Linked DNA regions of Podarcis muralis: region 2 is linked to region 1. Evidence: chromatin contacts called from public Hi-C data. All regions are on one chromosome and are shown on one strand. Each heading gives the region's core, a stretch centred on a gene start, on an enhancer-like site or on the middle of the called end of the contact. The rest is flanking DNA. Distances are from core to core; before and after follow the strand shown.

Region 1 (3,923 bases), core at 813-3,312:
CTGCCGTCGGGATGGAGATACAGGACGATGAAGACAAAAACGAGCCGTCTTAAGAACAGCTTCTTCTCCAGAGCGATCTCGGCCCTGAATGGGAAGCCTGGACTTTGAAAATCATCTAATCTTCCTTGCTGTACTATACTGCAGTGTTTCCCAACCTTTTTTGGGCAAAGGCACACTTCTTTCATGAAAAAAATCTCGAGGCACACCACCATTAGAAAATGTTAAAAAATTTAACTCTGTGCCTATATTGACTTTATAAAAAGTACAGTGGTGCCTCGCAAGACGAAATTAATTCGTTCCGCAAGTCTCTTCGTCTTGCGAGTTTTTCGTCTTGCGATGCACGGTTTCCCATAGGAATGCATTGAAAATCAATTAATGCGTTCCTAGGGAAACCGCCTTCAGACCAGGTCCGGGGACAGTCTGTCCCCCGACCTCTTCTGAAGGCTGGGGGGGGGGGGCAAGGGCTTTTCTTCCCACTGCCAGCCTTCAGAAGGCTGTTCTGAAGGCTGGCGGTGGGAAGAAAAGCCCTTCTTCCCACCTCCCGCCCCGCAAGCTCCGGGGACAGGAGGGCTTTGCTGCCGACTGCCAGCATTTTAAAAGCCCCTGCTGTCCCGGGGCGATTTTAAAATGCTGGCGGGCGGGAGAGAAGTCTCCGCTGCCCCGAGGAGATTTTAAAATGCTGGGGGTCGGCAGCGAACGCTTCGCTCCCGCCCCCCAGCATTTTAAGATCGCCCGGGGCAGCGGAGAAGTCTCCGCTGTCCCGGGAAGGCAGGCGGGGGGAGCAAAGACTTTTGCCCCCGCCTGCCTCCAGAAGAGGTCCAGGACCTCGTTCCGATGCCCGGCGGCGGGGGGAGAGGTTCCCGCCCCACTGCCCGGCATCGGGACATCGTTCTGATGCCCGGCGGCGGGGTGCGAGGTTCCCGCCCCACTGCCCCGCTTCGGAGCAGCGTTCCGAAGCGGGGCGGCTGGGGCAGGTGTTCCCGCCCCCCGCCCCGCTTCGGAGCAGCGTTCCGAAGCGGGGCAGCTGGGGCAGGTGTTCCCGCCCCCCCGCCCCGCTTCGGAGCAGCGTTCCGAAGCGGGGCGGCTGGGGCAGGTGTTCCCGCCCCCCCGCCCCGCTTCGGAGCACCGGGAGAAGCGATCTCCCTGCAGCCCCTTGCTTCAAAAGAGGTCCGGGGGCAGCGGGGAAGAAGCACTGCGCTTCCCGCTGCCCCCGGACCTCTTTTGAAGCAAGGGGCTGCGGGGAGATCGCTTCTCCCCGCAAAGCCTTGCTTCAAAAGAGGTCCCGGGGCAGCGCGAAGCGCTTCCCGCTGTCCCCGGACCTCTTTTGAAGCAAGGGGCGGTGGGGAGAAGCGATCTCGGGCGCCGCGGCGCGCAGGCACACTGCTCGCTCCTCTTTCCGCGCAGGCGCCTTCTCTCGCTCTTTCGCCTCCTTTTCTTTCTCTCTCGATGGTCCGCCTACAAAGGAGCGAGGGAGGCGCCCGCCATGTTTGGATTTGCATCCAGCAGGAGATGCCGCCGCCGCCCCGCCTCTCCCGCCTCCCTTCCACGGCACACCAGGCAAGGTCTCACGGCACACCAGTGTGCCGCGGAACACCGGTTGGGAAACACTGCTATACTGTATTGTTTTAATTAGTGTTTTTATGGAGCAGTCAAGTAATTTCGTTGTCCCCGAGAGGGGGCAATGACAATAAAGATATTATTATTATTATTATTATTATTATTATTATTATTATTACTTCAGGGTGAACGGCGGGCAACAAATTACATTGTTAACAATAATGATAATAAGGGGATTTATGCATTTGCCTTGGCAGCGTTGTTTTAGATTTCCCTTTTCCCTTTTTAGATTAGTACTAAATAAGATGTGAGCTACAACAGCCTCTGCAGCTGCCTTTCTTGTTTGGAAGCAGCCATACGACGTCCTCCCTTCCCTCTGGGCAAGACGGGAGATTGGCGTTTGTTTTTTTTAAAGGCTTCCGACGCGCAGCCGCAAACCCTCTATCCAGTCGCCGTTACGCGCCCCTCTGCCCTTTCTTTTCTCTATGGCGCATTTCCCGGAAGCCGCCTCCTCTGACTTGTTCAGGCACCTGTCCGCCTACTCAATGGGTCCGGGTGGAGCAATGGCCCTAAGCTGAGCGAAGAGCACGCTGTCCTCATTTGGTGCGTCCTCGCTCGGGACAATGGGATAGCGGTGAAGTTCTATCTGCCAGGAGTGGCCGCTTGCCATACCGCCCCTTTGGGGGCGGCAGGAGAGGAAGAAAAGGCCGAGCTTTGTCGCCGAGTGAAGCGTCTCTGCAGCTGCCGCCGCCGCCGCCTCATCCTCCCTCTCCGAGACAGGTGAGGCCCGTCTTCCCTTCCTCCTCGTTAGGATGCAACAAGGTGTCTCTTCGGGCGGGGAAGAGAGTTGACAGAGGGAGGGCAGCCATTCCTGGCTCCTTTCTCGCCTTCCCCTCCACCCCCTTTACATGGGCAGCCTTTTCTGTTGTTTTTCTCCCCAACTTCTCTCAGGACTTCCCATCTCCGTACCGGTTTTGGCGCTCTCTCACTGATTCTGACTTGAGTCCTTGCATTGTGGCGCGGGCGCCGTTAATATTTCCTGTGCTTTACGAATGTTGCAGGGATTCTGCAATTCTTACAACACCATGTCAGGTAGATATTGCAGGTGTGCAGCTGGGAAAGCGCGGCTCCCATTTGCTGGAAGCCACCCAGAGAATTTATAGGAGAGACAAGATTGGAGCTGGTCTTTCCTGATTTGTAACTGTTTATCAATTCAGCTATCGGTCATCAATTTGCAGAAGTGTTTCCCTGTGCACTGAGTTGCTGTTGTGTGTGCACTTGAGCATTTGTTTTTAAATGTTTTGTGGGAGTGCCTTTTTTGTGGGATATTCACTTGTCTGCTTGCTCTTTATTGCTGAAAGAAAGACTTTGAACCATGATGAGTGCCCCCCCCCCCAAGCACCAATAGCTCTTTTTGAAAAACAGGTGGTTATTTCATCAAAAAGACATTTGTGGCCCCATCTCTGTCAGGTACACAGATCTAGTCAATGTATCCCAGTAAACCCATGTGAATTAAACGAATGAAGATGATCACTGAAGCCTTTTTAAAACGGAGCAGGTTTCCATCATAGAACTCAGTTTGCTGCTCTTGTCTTTGTCACTGCAGAGGATGATGCTGGGACACAGCAAGAGAACCCAAGAAAGCCATACATAAATTGTTGTTGTTGTTTATTAGATATATATATACTTCCCTTCATCAAAAGATCTCAGGGAGGTTCACAAGATAAAGTCTGGAACAAAGTCCCTCCTGTACAAAGAAAGCTATCTTAGATGGGCTTTGGATTTTACAACATTGAAAGCCTGTTTTCTACTATTGTAAAAGTGCTACATGGGAGATAAGAATCTGTTGCCATACGTTGCACTTCATAGACTTTAAGAAGCAGAGGGTAGACAAGTATTACAGGTTCCCTCGTTGCTTCACTCCCAAACTTGATTGTTGTGTTTACTTGGCAATGACAGCAGTCTGTATTCAACTTAAGAGTACAGTATTCTGGTCTTTAGTGAAAATTGTCTGGAAATTCAAACTGACAGTTCCAAACACTTCTTTATAATATACTATACAGATCTTTATATACTTTAAAAAACTTGTTTTGTTTTCTTTTTAAACAGAATATGATAGGCCGAAATGAATCCTGTGGTGCAGAGCAGATGCCCATGTCTTACTTGACTTGCCTGCTTTACATACTGGAAGGATGGACTGGAGTCGAACACTTGGACGAATATCTGAGTTACCTGGTCTACCTCACATGGCTCTTTGCACCATTGCTTGTAGCATTTTTACTTCCTGCACTCATCCTCATTCTTGTATATGTCAGCATTTTTATTCTTCATATTTACAAGTTACGGACACACCTAAAAGAGGTTTA
Region 2 (4,152 bases), core at 1,196-3,695, 450 kb after region 1:
CAAGGCACCTCAGGTCTGATTTGGGATTTGAGAATGGTGGAACAAATAGTAATTTGAATCAAAAGAGCATTTTGCTAATCCTCTTTCCTCTGTGAGAGGCTGGAAAGATAAATCATTAGTTTCTTTTTCATTTCTCAACAATTTAGGCGCAGACGTGGAAAATCTCATCTTTGTTCTGCCTTACCTTCTTAAATATATGCATGTGTTTTAAACAGCAGCGCTTTTAAGTTTTTCTACATGTCTGCATGTAGTGATGCTGTACCATGGTTTACTTTAAAAAGACACCCCCCCCAAAAAAAATGTAAAATGCACTGGGCTACATCCAAGTATGTTATACTCAGAGTAGACTCATGAAATTAATGGACCTAAAATAGTGGTGTGTATTGATTTTGAAAGCTGACCCAGCTACTAACAATGGCCCCAATCTGTGTCCTTCAACTACACCAGTCTGGAGATGGTGCAGCAAAAAATTAAAATTACCTCCTGTCTTCACTGTCACAACTGGAGGGCTCTGGATGCAGCAGTCCACCCCACTGTTCCCAGTTAGGAATTTGGATTGTACTTTCAATAAATTTTGACTACAGACCTTTTAAAAAGAAAATGATCATGGAAGCAAACTTACTGGTGACCTTTATTGTAGCCATATTTTGGAATAACTAGATAAAATGGAGTTTGGCCTCCTTCAAAGCCTAATCGAGGACGAGTTCCTCTTTTCCACTGGCTTCTGTGAGTTGTTTTCCTCCATTGAGTCTTTTCACGCCGACTCTTTTCCTAAAGGAAATAGCCAAACATCAGTTTGTTACATAATACATATTCAGTTTATTTGTGAATGAAGAGTTCTGTGACCCCCCTTAAAAAAAAATATCATAGAAGATTGTACAATCTTGTGCACACATACTTGGAAAAAAATCCCCAATGAATACAGTGAGACTTAATACTGAGTAAGCATGTATAGGAAATAAGGTCTGACTTTTCGGAACATACCACAAAATAAAACCCGATTAATTTGCATAATCCACAGCAAGGTGAGTGGTGTAGAAAAGTGAGTAGGAAAGAGGTAGAGGTATGGAAGCTGTCACATAATAGTCTAAAAATAAATTCCACAACTTGTAATGGGTTCTCTGCTACATACAGAAAAAATGACTGACGGTTATTCCACAAATCATGCTTCCTACTGGAAAAGCTCCAGTCCTTGCAGCAAAAATTCCCATGGCATTAAAAAGGCAAACTAGCATATTGTGACATAAGATTTTGTGAGCAAGAGATTATTTCCATCTTTTGGTGTCAGCTTACTTTTAAAGTATATTGTTCCTTGTACGTACAGACTAATTCAATTCGTTTCTACTATTATTTATATAAAACGTCAAGCAATTGGAATAGAGAATTTTGCATCATGAATGCAGCATAAATTAAACTTCACCTTTTCAATTAAAAAAATCATTCCTCCCCAGATTTCATACATTCTAACTACTTTACTCTCTCATAAGAGACACACCATATATTTAAAGCACACCTGCCCGCCCTCTGAATCCTGGGAAGTGTAGCTTACCCCTCTGAGCTACAATTCCTATCAACCTTAACAAATTACAGCTCCTAGGATATGTGTGTGCTTTAAAAGTATACTTTCTATGTAGCCTAGTGTTTCAGTATTTTTAGAATATGGGAATTGGACAGAATAGAGTAGCAATGCTAAAAAACTATGACTGAAATATATGGGCATTAGACACTGCTCACAGCTTTTTAAATATTAGTGCTTGTGTCTGTGTGTATATATATATATACATATACCTGTAAGATTAGTATATTACATATGCCTCAGATGAAGCAGGCTCATTCCTAGTACATATCATGCACTATAAACTGAGCAGACTTTAAGATGCCATAGGGTTCTAGGTAAAACATTGTGTACTCAGATGCAATATGACTGGGTCCAGTAAAAACATGCACACAGGCATCCTTTTGTCACCACCATGTGCAGAAAATGAAGTCACACAAGGGGGCCACTTACGGGAAATAAGCTAAACGTGCCCCTCGTTTCTTTTGGGTCCCTTTAGAGACACCAGTGACCCTATCAAAAAAAGGGCAGGCGGCGCTGAATAAGGGAGGGGAGGCAGGGAAAATCGCTTAGCAGCGCAGAGGCGGCCTAACGCTGCAGCGTCAAGCGAGGCAGCCGCGGGGCCAAGGCCTCCCTCCTCACCCGCCAGCTTCCAACTAACTCACCCGACTCCGGGCGCCATCGTTCGGCCGTAGATTGGCGAGGCTGACCCTGGGCAAGGTCCGCAGCAGCTCCAAGGCCTTGGCGCGGCCCCCTCCGCCTCCCCCAGCCTGCGCTGCCATCGCTCCCCTGGCACGAGCGAAGGGCAAGGAAAGCCGGAGAGAGGAAGCGGCGGCGCAGCGGGAGAGCCCACGAGAGAGAACCAATCAGCAGGCTCTGCGCCGGCGCAGAAACACCATCAACCCCATGCTGTAGCTGTAGAGAAAAGAAATAACAGAGAGGCACCTCTCCCGGTTCCTCGTTTTGTCTTGGTATCTCGCCCACCCTGTGGAACGCCCTCCCATCAGATGTCAAAGAAATAAACTGAACTTTAGAAGACATCTGAAGACAGCCCTGTTTAGGGAAGTTTTTAATTACTGATGTTTTAATGTATTTTTAATCCTTTATTTATTTATTTATTTATTTATTTATTTATTTATTAATTATCCATTGTTTTGAGAGAGGGGAAGCACAACGTGTCTGAATTCAATGGAATGGGCATCACATCCCAGTTTGAAGGACAACGGTTCCAGACTTCGCTTCTGTTGCAGGCGGAAGCACGCTGACACCGCTGCCAGATCACAGCTGCGCTGCATTTGGATTTCTACATTTACTATATTCTGTGAACCGCCCTGAGACCCCCCGGGTATAGGGCGGTATATAAATTCAACAACAACAACAACAATAATACATTGTCTCCTGCAAAACAGCTGTCACTATCATTTATTTCATTTCTGAACCGCAAGTGGTTCTAGAGTGGAGTACATTAAATATAAAACCAAGCTAACCATTCCAGTGAAAACAGCAATGCAATTCCAATAAAAAATGAAAATAGAAAGTCAGTCATACCTCCATACTACAAAATCAGTATCCTCAGCTGAAATCCTTCCTAATGTCTACCCAGATGTAACCCCGCTGGGCTTTCTCCCAGGTAAACAGGGGCGGGGGGTAGAATTACAGCCTTACTGCGTCAAGAAACCACATCATTAAAAGCCTGGATGAAGAAATAAGTCTAGCTAGCAGCAAAAAAGCCAGCCAATGTTCGTGTCAGCTGGATTTCAAGAGGTGGGTGGCATTTCAGAGCTCCACTGCTGTGAAGCCACTTTCACCAGATGCAGAAAGGTACAATCTCACTCAGATGGTTTTATACCACTTTAACAGTCCTGAAGAGTAAGTTTACACCTGAAATGTTATTAATCCCACTTCTCTGTAGATGGGAAAGTATTCACTTATTTCAAAATGACACAAACCAGCCTTGCTCATTCTGCTGACTGGGCCCTGGATTTGTGCCACAAAGCTTTGCCCCGAGTGCTGGGCACTAGCAAGCCCACCCAGAAGCAAGACAGAAATAAAGAACTTGTGCTCTTATTTTGTGTATGGGAGGGCCCCCGGAAAATCTTTGTATTTGCGTGTTTCTAAACATTAAAAACAGCCCTACAGTATGCCCTGTGGATGTGAGCTTAATCTGTAATGTAAAAGATTTCCCAGGTTTATTTTGATGCCATTTAGATGACTGCATACCAGCCTTAACATCTGTACATGTTAAGTGTCTTGGAAGAAGCACTCTGCTTGGTAAATGTTTTTAATATTTTCATTGAAGTTTGTAAAAAAATAAAAATAAGGTTCTGCAGTGCAAATTCCAATACAAATGCAGCTCCCTGTCTATTTATATGCTGCTCTTGAAAAACTTTACCGAGGCAGTTTTAAAACCTCTGAAATTACTCTTACATAAAGACCAGAGTTTTAAAAAGCAGGAATCCAGGCTGTGTCCGGGCTGTTCCTTTTGTTGGTAGGACGGCAATATTCTGGATTTCAATGGCAGATTAAAGCTAAGACTTTTGGTTATGTTTTTCTGTACCTCTTTTATCTCTGAAGCTTTTTTGGTTTGCCTTTTACAT

What was found. A called contact is a pair of places that touch in the nucleus more often than the background predicts.
Region 2: a Hi-C map of tail shows a contact between it and region 1, with 4 times the contacts expected there. The contact joins the promoter of MRPL15 here to the promoter of LOC114600604 in region 1. A contact is called at or near these places in 2 of 3 Hi-C or Micro-C datasets (blood and tail).

What each region holds. Positions count from the first base shown.
Region 1 is chr8:38,425,789-38,429,711 of rPodMur119.hap1.1, forward strand. It overlaps LOC114600604 (DGAT1/2-independent enzyme synthesizing storage lipids-like), which reads left to right and starts at 2,063. Exons shown (of 7, transcript XM_028736946.2): 1 at 2,063-2,337; 2 at 3,667-3,923. The coding sequence starts at 3,670. All of the region lies in intron 2 of XKR4 (XK related 4), which reads right to left.
Region 2 is chr8:38,877,724-38,881,875 of rPodMur119.hap1.1, forward strand. MRPL15 (mitochondrial ribosomal protein L15) reads right to left here and starts at 2,446. Exons shown (of 5, transcript XM_028736960.2): 1 at 2,221-2,446; 2 at 623-771. The coding sequence starts at 2,337.